Linked DNA regions of Triticum aestivum: region 1 is linked to region 2. The links are chromatin contacts, called in public HiCAR-type maps. All regions are on one chromosome and are shown on one strand. The core of a region is the stretch at or near the end of the contact, and the rest is flanking DNA. Distances in the headings are between cores, read along the strand shown.

What was found. HiCAR-type assays count read pairs that join an accessible place to other places.
Region 1: a contact with region 2 is called in a HiCAR-type map of leaf, with 5 times the contacts expected there. The contact joins the promoter of LOC123119189 here to the promoter of LOC123119188 in region 2. A contact is called at or near these places in 2 of 5 Hi-C or Micro-C datasets (both in leaf) and 1 of 1 datasets of contacts at active chromatin or transcription factors (leaf).

The regions. Positions count from the first base shown.
Region 1 is chr5D:25,591,904-25,599,302 of IWGSC CS RefSeq v2.1, forward strand. LOC123119189 (cysteine synthase-like) reads left to right here and starts at 2,565. Exons shown (of 11, transcript XM_044538900.1): 1 at 2,565-2,687; 2 at 2,803-2,862; 3 at 2,962-3,071; 4 at 3,183-3,240; 5 at 4,332-4,595; 6 at 4,702-4,839; 7 at 4,954-5,005; 8 at 5,313-5,392; 9 at 5,598-5,657; 10 at 5,882-5,962; 11 at 6,224-6,597. The coding sequence starts at 2,565. The coding sequence ends at 6,313.
Region 2 is chr5D:25,356,445-25,363,412 of IWGSC CS RefSeq v2.1, forward strand. It overlaps LOC123119188 (probable glutathione S-transferase GSTU6), which reads left to right and starts at 3,461. Exons shown (of 2, transcript XM_044538899.1): 1 at 3,461-3,952; 2 at 4,026-4,578. The coding sequence starts at 3,623. The coding sequence ends at 4,403. LOC123124151 (a long non-coding RNA gene) reads right to left here and starts at 6,427. Exons shown (of 2, transcript XR_006460993.1): 1 at 6,381-6,427; 2 at 5,637-5,916. It overlaps LOC123124152 (a long non-coding RNA gene), which reads right to left. Exons shown (of 4, transcript XR_006460996.1): 3 at 6,723-6,843; 4 at 6,546-6,573.

The sequences.
Region 1 (7,399 bases), core at 1,315-3,814, 230 kb after region 2:
TTTACATTCATACTTATGCATAGTTAGTCGTCTACTTAGCCGTACGCATGACATCAATCTAATTGGCATGCATGATGCCGCTTATAGTACTCTCATTATGGGAAGCCTAATGAATTGCATGAGAAAATGACTATGTGCAAGGTCCTCATCAAGAAAGGCAAAGGAAATTCGCTCAGGTGTTTTGTACCGTGAGAATTCTACCAAAATAAGATGTTAGCTAACATCATGTTTATATGCTCGAGCGAAATCCTCGGTAATAAGATGTTAATTACCAAAGATCTATGGAAGTACCATGGCAACAGTGGCAGAGCTACTTGCATGGTTGATCCCCCAAAGAAAAGATGCATATTTTCTGAGTTAATTGTAAAGAACAACCACATTTGCGGCTAGGTTTGCGAAAAACCACCAAGTCGTTAATCCATTACAAAAATCACTGTGTTCCCACTAATTCTTTTGTAGAAAGCACTTATCGCTCACTTCTGACAGATGGGGATTGTAAGGTGCTTTTTGTAGGATGATTCTCTAGTATCAACACGTACGTGGGTTATATATGTATGCACAAACCAGCTGCCACCCATCCCTAGGTAGAAACTACTAACAAGGGTAGCATGTTGCTATTCATGTGCTTCGCGAGTACGCACCGGCACCGAGTATGTCTCAACAATATATCTTATTCATGGTGCAGTAACTAGGATGACGCTCATGGCGCCACAACAAGTTCTCGTCGTGAAAAACCTCGTATGTGATGCGACATATTTAGATGGTTTCAATGAAAATATCCATATAATCGCTCGAAATGCATGGAAATCGTACCGTGAGATGACCGGAACTTAACAGTCAACTCTGACAGCTAGTGATAGTTCGTTACATGCGACAATGGTTTGAATCGTCAATCTACAACACGGCAATGTTCAAATCCCTGAAAAGTACAAACAATTCTGGATCAGAATAATTCTCCATTTTCCACAGGATGTCGACCTCCAGTCTAGAACATAACTGAATTTTAAACACATTCATTTACTTCATATTTATGCATAGCCAGTCATCTACTTACTAGCTTGCTCGTGTCGGCTTCTAACAGAGATCACCATCATACCCGTCCACAAAAATCTAGCCAGATCTCTAGCCTCGAACCCAACATAAACATGTTTATGGACCGAAATAATTCTTCATTTCCACACGCATAATACTTGTGTTCTAAACCATATCTAAATGTGCAAATATGCACCTCGAGTATACATACCCATTAGCCAGCCGTCTTCTATTCACTCACACTCAAGGTCGCCACGCCATCCACCCATCAGCCATCTGAAATGCCGTCCATACACGTCTCCATACAACAACTAACTCCAAATAGCAACAATATGGTGTTATGATATGATTGTACGGGCATGCATATGTTGGCCCCTGAAAAATTGTAGGGACAACTTGCAAGCTAAAATAGTTTCAGCGAAGATAAACTGTTTAGGATAAGGATATGAATGGTCGATCTTCGATGATACACTACCACGTGAAGAAGACTAATAGATATATATGTCAACTGAAACATTTAAAAACGAATGCCAGATGGCTTGGAGCAAGGGAAAGATGCCCATAGAAGAAACCAACATATTGAATTATTCAGTGCATGGCCGATGGAGGAAGCTAGTACCAACTGGCATATTTTTTTGTGGTTCTTCCTATGATGATTGTCTGGTATCATCAAGTGGGTTATGTATGCTTGCACAAGCTAACTGCAAGTTTGAAACCACCCTAGCCTAGAAACTATCAACAATAGTACGTACCATATGATATAACTACATCTGCTTCATGGCATTTAGACGACTCACCGGCCTATTTTCAGAGTGATTTCCGATGGTTTCGGTGAAATCATTCATGTAACGCCCAAAAATAGGTGACATCATGTTATACTCCCTCCTCCATTCCGGACGAAGGCCCAATAATTTTACCGTAGGATGACCATAAACCATCGGTCAAGTCTCGCGGAAACAACCATAGTTCCAGTTGTCAACCCAAAACGCGATAACGTTCAAAGCCCCGAACATGAATATCTCCGGACCAGAATAATTTTATTTTGGCATGACACCGATCGTTCGGTCTAGAACACAACCGAATCTCCAAACACGCGCCCACTTATCTACGCATAGCAAAGTCGGTCCACCCGCTCTATCTAGTGTCCGCTTCTACATTGTGATCGCCGTCCTGTCCGTTCACGAAAATCTAGTCAAATCTCCGGTTCTCGAACCTAACATAAACACGGCTACCACGGACCAGAATAACTCTCCATTTGCACGCGATGTCGATGTTCTAAACACATGAAAACTGAATTTTCAACACATCTGCATTTATGTATGCAGCCGTCTCCTGCTGCTTCACTCAAGGACGCCACGCCATCCACGCATATCCGGTGGCGGCAAACGCCGTCCAGGTTCAACGAACGCCGTTCCCCCCGGTCCACCAGCGCCAGCCGCCTCCGGCCGGGCCCACCCGCAGCGTCACGGTGCACCGTGCACCGCGCCTTCCTGCCGAGCGGCCCCCCTCCCCGCAATCTCCTCCACCAACCTCTCTCCTGTATAAAGCCTCGCGGCCTCCGCCGGCCTCCTCCTCCCACCAGTTCCAGGACAAGCAGCAGCGGCCGCCACTTCGTCCAGCTCCGGCTCCAGAAGGATCACTTCGCTGTCAAATCGGTAATACCACGGTGAAATTCGCCTCTTTTCCGTCGCCCTTCCCTTGGATTCGTCGGAGATTTCGATTGATGTGTCCGCGCGCCGGAGGGTAAAACAGAGTTCTTGATTTGTGTAGCTCGTCGACGGCGGGATGGGGGAGGCGTCATCTCCGGCGATCGCCAAGGATGTCACCGAGGTGAGCTGATTTGTCTCCCTGGACGCGCCAGTGTTTGGGGATGGCCGGCCGGTCGGATATGGTTTGGTGTGCTGATTTATTCTCTGTATTGCGATGTAGCTGATCGGGAACACGCCGCTGGTGTACCTCAACAAGGTGACCGACGGGTGCGTGGGGCGCGTCGCCGCCAAGCTCGAGTCCATGGAGCCCTGCTCCAGCGTCAAGGACAGGTCAGCTATGAACCCTCTGTTTTTTCTAGATCCCCATCCATGTTCTGAGGACAGAGGCCCTGGTTTGCTCTCTAGATTTGAGCTGAAGATTCGTTACTTGTGCTTGTGCAGGATTGGATACAGCATGATCACCGACGCGGAGGAGAAGGGGTTCATCGTCCCAGGCAAGGTGGGTAAAATCGACCCCTCCCCCTACCACTCTTTTGGTGTGTTTCCCCTGTTTTGTTGTACTCATGCAATTTTACAACAGTTTGGCGTTACCAACGATGATTTGGGCTCCCTGGAATAGAAGTACTTATTACCTGTGATTTTGGTAGTACTGTATGTATTAGCTGTGACCTGGCCGGCTTCAGTTAGTTCAGTAGAGAACACAGGTCAAGGGAATTTAGCATCTAGTCTCTTCTAATTGGGTTAAGTAGTCAGGTCAAGACGTATGCAAAAGAAATTAGGGAATTGCCTCATTCGGCGCTAAGAATTTTTCGTTCTTCTTCTCAGTGTTGCCATACATCTCTACTGGAACTAGAGATACATATCTGGCACTATGAATTCTATGGTTCAGGGATATGGCATTGATTTGCAGTACTATTCTATTCATTTCCTCCTGCACCAGCTCCTAGTTGTTTGACTTGCACAGCTGTTTTGCGTTGGCATTTAGGTCAACCCTTCACCAACATATAGGTTCAGCTTTCACCTGAACCAAGTAGTAGTAATTTGGAGCCTCTCTGTTTAATACGTGCTTCACGATCCCTTTCATGAACGATGATATGATATGCTGCCCCCTATTTGGTGCTAGGGATTTTTCATGTTCCATTTCAGGGTTGCCAGTTGACCATTTCTACTAGAGTTGTATATATTCCACGGTGTCTGGAATCTATGGTTCATTTATATGGCCTTGATTTGCACGGTATTATTCGTTTTCTCCTGCACCGGCACCTAGTTGTTTGACTTGTCCAGCTGCTCCGCGTAAGCATTTACGTCAACCCTTCACCAACAACACCTTACACCTGAACTAAGTATATTAATCTAGAGCCTCTCTATTTAAATACTTACCACGCCTTCCATGAATCATGACATGCTGCCCCTTGTTTGCAATCTTAAAGATTAATACTTGTGCACCTGGCCATTTTATTCATGCTGACAAGTTGTTTTATAGCAAGCACTTTCTGCAAACTTTTTTGTAAAGCTACGTTTACTAAAAAATTCAGATTACTAGGATGTTGGTTTGCTGATATTTTGCTTTCCATGTGAATGGTTTTCCAGAGTGTCCTGATTGAGCCAACCAGTGGCAACACAGGCATTGGGCTGGCCTTCATGGCTGCTGCCAAGGGTTACAGACTTGTACTCACAATGCCCGCATCCATGAGTATGGAGAGGAGAATCATCTTGAAGGCTTTTGGTGCTGAGCTGGTCCTCACCGACCCACTCTTGGGAATGAAAGGAGCTGTCCAAAAGGCGGAAGAGCTGGCAGCAAAGACACCTAACTCATACATCCTTCAGCAGTTCGAGAATGCTGCCAACCCAAAGGTGTAGCATAGTTTATCATTTGTGTTTGGACTTTGGAGATGTCTTTATGCCGTGTTTGATGTTTGCTTCCGAGCTCCCAGTTCTCAGGTTTAAATATTTCGTGCAGATTCACTATGAGACAACTGGGCCTGAAATCTGGAAAGGCACAGGAGGAAAGATCGATGGCCTTGTTTCTGGCATCGGGACAGGTGGTACCATTACTGGATCTGGAAAATACCTCAAAGAGCAAAATCCTAACATCAAGGTAAGCACTAGAAATCATTATGCACACTACGGTGTTAGCTGCCAACGTTGACCAACTAACATTTCTTCCTGTATGAGAAATAGTATCTGATTTTTTTGTGTTTTCTTATGTAAGCTCTACGGTGTGGAGCCTACCGAGAGTGCTGTCTTAAATGGTGGAAAGCCTGGTAATGTTTCCTTCTGTATCACATTCCATTTGTTCTAAGTACATTCAGTCACTAAATTCAGCTTATAATATCCATCAACAAAAATGGGTACCCCAACCACAATCACTAGAATGTCAAAAACCTGAGTTTCTCTTTTCACTGCCTTTGATTTGGCATGTGAAATGTCTTGTCAGCCCTATTCTAATATTAATAAGAATGCTGTGATGTTTAACCATTTCCAACGTGTACCATTTTGCGCCAAAGTATTCTGCTTTGATTCTTGACACTGCTTGTTCTGTACCAACAAGATTCAGTTATTTTTGAACAGGACCACACAAGATCCAAGGAATTGGAGCTGGTTTTATCCCTGGTGTCTTGGATGTTGACATCATTGATGAAACCATACAGGTGATTTTTCTTCTTGTACTAAGTAAAGTTGTAGAGAAGGCACTATATAAGAAAAATTTCGCCACATATCTTTTTGCTTAGTTGTTTCTAGTTTTTCAATCCTCCCGCGAGAATAGAAGTTTGCTGGATATTTCCTGTTTATCATTCCATATGTCTGCATCTTTTACCCTGGTGTAACCTTTGGTCCGTTCAAATTGTATGCCAGGTTTCAAGTGATGAGTCCATTGAGATGGCAAAGTCTCTGGCATTGAAAGAAGGATTGCTGGTGGGGTTTCTTTCGAACATTTATCTATTACTCCCTCTGTCCCAAAATAAGTGTCTCAACTTTGTACTAACAACTTTATTGTTAGTACAAAGTTGAGACACTTATTTTGGGACGAAGGGAGTATTAAGCAGTATCATGCACACATTTTTTTAATCCAATCTGTCTGTATGGATCAATCAGAACCAAGTGTTTGCATCAGCCATTGACTATCTAAATAATTGTAGGTTGGAATCTCTTCTGGTGCTGCTGCAGCAGCTGCAATCAAGGTTGCTCAGAGGCCTGAAAATGCAGGGAAACTCTTTGTTGTAAGTGACACATTTCCTCCTGGTAGTTTCTAGCATGCCTCTTTCCCCTGAAAATTCATCTGATCTACGTAATAAGCAAAACACAAATGAGTTGATGTAATGAACTACAGATTTATTTACTTTTGAATACCCTATAGGGAGATATCTGTACTTGTCAACTCTCATACTGCAAACTAGCCTATTCCACCAAGTGAAGAGAGGCTGCCTTTTAGCAGCAATCTCCATGTTGTATCCCTATGCTGACATTTCACTCATGTGTAGGTTGTATTCCCAAGCTTCGGAGAGCGCTACCTTTCGTCGGTGCTCTTCCACTCCATCAAGAAGGAGGCCGAGAGCATGGTGGTCGAGTGACCCTCGGGACTCCTCAAGCGCGCGAAGCTGTTCTCCAAAGCCAAATCCCTCCATTCGTAGGAGCCCTCCTTACAGAAATAAAAGCTTTGGCGTCCCTGCTAGTGTTGGTCTGACATCAAGCCCTGTCAAGCTTTAATCCCACTTTGTGTAGCAATGGGGAATACTTTGTGTTGGCCTTGTGGTGTTTAGCAGTTTGAATTACTTCTTGCCTGCCCTGTATATTGAACTATTCCTCTGTGGTCCATATGTCAGCCAGTGTGAAATAAAGCATCATGGTGCCCTTACATGTCTGAATCTTTGTTTTCCTTTTCTGAAACGGGGCTGACAACTATATAGTCGCTTGGAAAAAGAAACTGGTTCAGTCGAATCAATCTGGACCGTTGGATTGAAAACGTCAAGCCACGATTTGTTCAACAACCCACCACACCACGCGCACAGCCTTGGTTCGACGAGAGCAACTAGTTAATGAGCGCTTCTTCGGGAGCCTCGCAACGATCAGCGCCACTTGACGCGCTCTCAGCTATTCGCCACGTGTCGCGCTCTGGACGCTCCCTCCGGATTTTTCTTTCCGCACGCGTTTTCGGCTTTTTAAACAGTTTTTTTTGGTTTTTTCGACGTTTTGGTTTTTCCCCGGTCTTCCTTAGCTTTTCGATAAAAAAAATTTTGAAAAAAAAATTTTGCGCGAAAAAAACGCGTTTTCTTTTTTTCCCCTTTCGTGAAAGTCACGGTTTTTCTTCCGTGAGAGGCATGGTTGTGCTTTAGCGAGAGTCACGGCCGTGCCTTTTGGAAACGAAAAAAAAACGCGTTTTCTGTTTTTTTCTTTCGCGTGAGTCACGGCCCTGCCTCTCAGAAAGGAAAAAACAAAACGCGTTTTCTGTTTTTTTTTATTTCGTGAGAGTCACGGTTTTGCTTCCGTGAAAGGCACGAGAATCACGGCCGTGCCTCTCGGAAAGGAAAAAAAATATGCGTTTTCTGGGTTTTTTTCACGAGAGTCACGGTTTTGCTTTCGCGACAGGCACGTTTGTGCTTTCGCGAGAGTCACGGCCCTGCCTCTCGGAAACGAAAAAATATGCGGTTTCTGTTTTT
Region 2 (6,968 bases), core at 2,211-4,710:
TTTGATGTCATTAATTGAAAACACGCTATTTGACCATTTTTCCGATCCCAGTATATTTGGGGAAAAATCGTAAATATTAAAAAGATTTCACGAATTCTTAAAAGGTTCATCTATTTCAAAAACAGTTCATGGCTTTTCACAAAACAAATTCATAAAATCGAAAAAAGTTCATCGATTTTGAAAAAATAAGTTCAAAAATCTGAAAGGAGTTTTCTGAATTTTGAAAAAAGCTCACGGATTTGAGAAAAGTTCATGGATATAAAAAAGGTTCGTCAATTATGATAAAAAAGTTCACAAATTTGAAAATTGTTCACCAAATTTTGAAAAAAAGGTTCACGGATTTGAGAAAAAGTTCATGGATTTAAAAAAAGTTCACCGATTTAGATAAAAAAAAATTCACAAATTTGAAAAGAGTTCACCGAATTTTGAAAAAAGGTTCTCAGGTTTATAAAAGTTCAGCAATTTCGGTAAAAAAGTTCACTAATGTCAAAAAGGTTCACTAGTTTTCAAAAAAGGTTCACAAATTCGAAAAAGTTCATCAATTTTGAATAAATAGTTCACGAACTGGGAAAAAGCTCACTGGTTTTTTTAAATCATGTATTTAAGAAAAAGAAAGAAAGAAGGAACAAGAAAAAAAGGAAAAGGAAAAATAAAGGAAAAAAGAAAAAGAAAAAAGATGTCATAAACGGAGAAAGGATGTGTCAAATCAAATGAGGGTAGTTGTGTAGTTGGTAACCATAGCTAACGTGAAAGGAGGAGGCACAGTTTTTTGCAATTTCGAACAGACAAAAGGGCGCCCTGTACTAATTTTTTTTTTGAGACAACGCCCTATACCAAATGGCCTGTATTCGGCGGACTCGCTGAAGGGCGAGTGAGCTGAGCCGTCCCACTAGTGCGGGAGGCCACAGCCTCTTTTTCCTATTTATTTTTACGTCTTCTGTTTTCTTTTCGTGCTTTTAATTTTGTACTTTTGTTTATACTTTGAAATATCATATATATATATATATATAAACATTTGAAAAATGTTGAAGAAGTATTTAAAAAATGTAGAATAAGCATTTAAAATATTGAACAAGTATTTAAAAAAATATTGATCATGTATAGAAAAATATTAAACAAGTATTTTAAAAAATGTTGAACACGTATTTGAAAATTGTAAGTATCTGAAAAAGGTTGACCAAGTATTTAAAACATGTTGAACATATATATTAAAATGTTTAACAAGTATTTTAAAAATGTTGAATAGGTATTTTAAAAATGTTGAACAAGTATTGGAAAAAACTGTTGATCATGTACTCCCTCCGTTCCTAAATATTTGTCTTTCTAGAGATTTCAACAAGTGACTACATACGAAGCAAAATGAGTGAATCTACACTCTAAAATATGTCTATATACATTCGTATGTGGTAGTCCATTTGAAATCTCTAAAAAGACAAATATTTAGGAACGGAGGGAGTATATAAGAATGTAGAATGAAAAACAAAATGTAGTGGATTCTTATCATAGGTTTGTCTCTTTACTTTTCTTTCCACAACACGCATGACTGCCTCAGCATTGCCCTTGTTCTTCTGCACACCAGAGAGAGCTATAGGCCTAACTGAATGGAAGGCATGCTGTCAGAACTATTCCAATGGAGGTATTACTTGATCATTTGATCTTTGTTTCTGGCTAGTTCATTAGTGCAATTGGTTTTCTTTTCGAGCTGCCATTGCTACCAGATGACCAGCTTGTTGCACAAACTTTTACTGTGGATACCTCAGCTTTAGCTGCAAGCTCAACCATGTGCTCCGGAGTGTGACGACCTGACTGCCACAGGGATCGAGATCACACCAGGGGAGAGAGAAGGTAGATGAAAGGGGACGAGACTTGGAGAGGAAGAAGATGAGAGACAAAGAACAACAGGTGAGATTCAGATACATGCTCGTTCATGCCAACTCCTCTCTTCGGTTCAGCTTAAATACCAACACGCTGCCAGCCTGGCCATAGGCCACACACATTCACACGTGTTAAAATTATGTGCTTAACATATGTGTACAAGTTGTGCTATTTTTTTTAGAAAAGGAGGATGACCCCCGGCCTCTGCATCTGGGCGATGCATACGGCCACTTTATTTACAAGTTGTGCTATAGTTTAAATTGTAATTAGCGGACAGCTAGGTGATTGAGTCAGTACATGTGTAATCTGAAATTATTATATGTATGGTCCCATGGGTAGACTAGAAATAAGCTGTAAGCTAATTAAGTTACAGATCACGAGAGGGAAGGTCCGAGCCGTGCGCGTCGCAGTGGTGGAAGCGTTGTTTGATGGTTTAGAGCATCTACAGCCGGACTTGACAAATCCGACCCCTCAAACATCCGGGCACGTCCGTCGACAGTGACCGGTCACACCACAAATAATTGATTCCGCATATGGATACCTCAAGTACAAACTATTACATGCAACGTAAACCTAATATTAAGCAGAGCCCGTCCAGGTCTGCCGTGTCCATGTCCGGCAGCCGGCTCCGCCCCTCAGAGTGTGGGTCCGCTCGCCGGCGAGGTAGAGTAGGACATTGGACACGACCCGACACATGGGACTCAAGGCGCCACCGTCTCCCATTGCCCTATTCCTCCTCGTCGGAGGCCGTGATGGATCCGTCCTGGGAGGAGCTGCCAACATCCACCATGACACGGGTGCGGCGCGCGGGGTTGCAGGCCATCCGTCGGGGCGCCGGAGAATGCGACTTCACCTCTCCAACGTCCACTGCTGCGAGGGCCGGCACCGCCTCCCGCGCCCACTGCGTCGCCGAGCATGCCGCGCCATGTTTTTGTCGGACGACGCCTATGGTGCGTCTGTGGCCTCGACTCGTCAACAGAGGGGTTGCACGTCATCCACCGCATTCGGACACCAGACGGACCGCAGCGCCTCCGGTGAGGCAGTGACGGCATACCTAGCGCCGGATCCATGCCATTTGGGCGGATACAATGGATTCCCGACGGAAGGAGTCCGAGCGTTGCCTCGCAGGGGCTTCCTCCCAGGAGTGGCCGAGCGCAAGCCGGACAACCATCTCCTCCTCGGGGCCGCGTGGGATGAGCTCAGGGTCGACAGTTCTGGAGGTGAAGGACTCGAATCCGTTGCCCGCCATGTCAGAGAAGGCTAGAGATCGCCGGAGGGGAGCTTGGGTTGCGGAGTGGAGTGGAGTTAAATCGCTAGGCTTTGCTCTGACACGACGAACACGTCCGAGTATTTTATATCCGCCTTATATTTGGGTTAGATACGAGGGATGCCAGTCAGCCCGGCCGTTTAAGGGCTGTAACTTATTGACTGTATCACGTTATATATAGTCTACAGAAGGTAAAGCACGAGACGTTGCACGAGACAAATGTGCAACTCCCTTGAAGTAGTACTGTCATATGCTACCCGGTGTTTCTTCTTAAAAAAAAGGTTACCCGTGAATTATCTTGCACAGCACCAGACGTGACACGATACTATTAGTTTATACTACTATATGAGTGGTAGTACGTACGTGCTTGGTCGTTGAGTCCTTAAAAGTAAAAAAAATTCAATCAACAAGGCCGGCAATTAAGAAAGGAGCAAAGGAGACTGATGTTAAGAGAGTAGCAAAGCAGTACGTAGGAAGGGAATGGCCGGCCGCGGAGAGGAGCTGAAGCTGCTGGGCATGTGGGCGAGCCCGTTCGTGGTGCGGGTGCAGATCGCGCTCCGCCTCAAGGGCCTCAGCTACGAGTACGTGGAGGAGGACCTGCAGAGCAAGAGCGAGCTGCTCCTGAGGTCCAACCCTGCCCACGCCGGCAAGGTGCCGGTGCTCATCCACAACGGCAAGCCCGTCTGCGAGTCGTCGGTCATCCTGCGGTACATCGACGAGGCCTTCTCCGGCTCCGGGCCCTCCCTCCTCCCCGCCGACCCCTACGGCCGAGCCGTCGCTCTCTTCTGGGCCGTTTTCGTCGACGACACGGTAGGTGCATACATAATGCTTGCTACCTCACCCTCACATGGCCGCGTTCATGTATATACCGTTTTCAGTGCAGCTGTTGAAGGCGCGGAGCCAGGCGTTGAGAGGCGAGACGGTCGAAGAGAAGGAGGAGGGGAGGAAGAAGGCGGCCGTGGCCATGGAAACCTTGGAGGGGGTGTTGATGGAGTCCAAGGCGAGGTTCTTCAGCGGCAGGGATGTACCCGGCTACCTAGACATCATGCTCGGCGGCCTCCTCGGCTCGATGCGCGCGACGGAGGAGATGTGTGGGCTCCAGACCTTCGACCCGACCACCACGCCGCTCCTGGCCGCATGGGCGGAGCTCTTCTGCGCGCTGGACGCGGTGGAGCTAGTCATGCCGCGCGTCGAGAGGCTCGTCGAGTATGCCGAGGCGATGCAGCAGCCTCGCACCGCCGTGTCCAGCACCACCAACTGAGGCCTAACAAGCTCGCCTCCGGTCTTCACGCGCGTGTTATTTACTTCTTGTGCAATCAGCGTAGCTTGTTCAGAAACTAATAGTGCTCTCAAATTCTTGTATGGATTATATTTTTTAGTATTTTTTAAAGTTTACTGTTCATCAGGTGCGGATGAGCCGGGCACCGAATTGAATATCTGACGCTCGTTTTGGCTCTTGGATGCATGCATCCAAGATGAACAGTAAATTCATTTAAAATAGTAAAACAAAATATGAATTACTTTGTGATACTAGATACTCAGGTGCATGAAGTCGGTGCCAGTTTCGTGGAGTGTGGACATTTCAATAGCTCTCGGAAAAAAAAGCAAATTTAGGGCTGTAAGTTTACTGTACATGTATTATTTTGACCAATTTTGTCTTTTTTTTTGCTGTGAACTCCTCGGATGTCTGAACCGCACCGCCGTGTCCAGCACCAACCGAGAGCAGATGAGCTCTGCGCGTAGTCTGTTTGTTCTGCAAATGAGGGTGGCTTGTCAAGAAAATAATGCTCTCATTTTGTATGGATAAATATATATTAAAGAAACAGTAAAATGGGGCTAGCTACGCCTCGGCTCAGCATTTTGACGCTATCATCCGTCCGATCATAGTCACAAGCGGCTCAGATCTCCTAGTCCTCCCGCAACATCAATATGCGCCTGGGTTACCGAGCCACTTTGCACGACTCAGGCAGACCAAACAACTTGAAAGGGCTGCTGCTCCACAGACCGATCTGGATGTGCTCACGTTAACCGGGCTTTCACGTAACTAGATGACCTGTCGCGCCATTTGGCGCGCGAGACAAATTTGAAGCAAGAACTAAAAGACTACTTTATTTTTTTTCTAGCAGACAATGTTGATGTATACTCTTTTGTGAAGTGTCGTGGATCTGCATAAAAATATTTTTTTCTCATTTGTAATGTCGTGCTCAAATTTTTTATTCAAATGGCAAGCAAATAAATTTCTTTACTTAGGCTGGAGGCTTGCATGGAATATTTCTTTCTTGAATGCGGATCAAATCATCAATATGCCACAGACAGAAGGGAAACCAAATAGCAACGACGAACAATTCAGTTTGCGATTAAGGAAAAGAATTGCTGAATTTCAAACCCGAAAGAAGGAAGCACTAAGTTAGTTTCTGCAAAATAGGAAAATTTGTATTGTTCTAACACTAATAGATTACAGAACAAAATCTGTCCAATAGAAAATTAGGCTTGATGCACTCAATACGCTTTAACGGGCAATAGTGTGGATGGCCTTAGGACTGCACAATCTCTAGGAAGCTATCTATTTATGAACAGAGGTGGTATGAAACAGAGACATGGTCCATGATTTAATCTGTTGATACTAATTACAGCAACATGCACCTGGAGCAAGAGGGGGCACAATCTCGTGTTGTTGCTCTCTGAAATAGAGAACACTTTTATATCGCTCAACATGGTGGCTGAAGTAGTATGTTCGACTGGTGGTGAGAAGGATGACCCCGGCTCCCAGCTCACTACACACCGAAAATTGGTAACTTATTTCTAGGATCAAACCATTTGGAAGCTCTGTATTATACAATAAAAAAACCGAAAACAAGTTTCACAATGGCAACCTAATTAAGAACATGCTCTCCTCAGTCACATAATCATTTAATGAAAAAAGAGAAAGGATCTAGAGCACATCACACAAGTCTACTGTGATCAGGAGCAGACAAGAACAAGGGACATTCATATTTCATCATCAATACCTCCTACACTATACACAACCTGTAAAAAATATAAAACTTAAAATGTTGTGAAACCAAAAGAAAGCACACTGTAAAGAGATGTAAAAGGGACATGCTCGTTAAACTTTACAATCTCTTCCAAGGATTTTTTTATGAAAAGAAAATGTAATGAGTCTCATTGTCAAGAAACTCGTGATTCTCAATAACAGACCATGATATTAATTTCTGAAGTAACATAATACAAGCTGTACCTTCAAATGTTGCTTGTAGTCGCTTTCTTTTAGAATTTCCTTCATTGACAAGCTTATCCCTGAAAAGTTGGCAAGAAAATCAATTTCATAAGTGAATCTTGTGCAAACCAGGAAGAAACAGAATCAAGACACCAAAAGAGAAAACTGGGACAATCAACCCCCACTTTGTACATGACCTTGCACTTCGCCGGTCCTACAGAATAACAGCGTGCAATGAATGAATAGGAAGATTGATCTTAGCTGCACACACAAAAATATTTGTTGGAAGAACTTTTTGCAGGGTAGCGGATTTTCTTGCTTAAAATTTAATGAGAGTGAACAAAATCTAGAAACAAAAAGTACATCACTAAGTTGCGTGTTTCCATGGAGCAGCCGCTGCTTCCCTTTGAGCCACCATAGCCACTGTTTACACATGTGCAGGTTGCCTCTGTCAACAACTCTTATTATCCGCACCTTCCTAGTTCTGAAATTAAAGGAATGGAGCACATAGTTTAAAGATTTAAGAGAATAGTAAACAACTGCAGGTTTCAAAGGTGTGGTAAATTTAACTTGCAAATTTGCATATGTAGACACCCTATAATGTAAAGG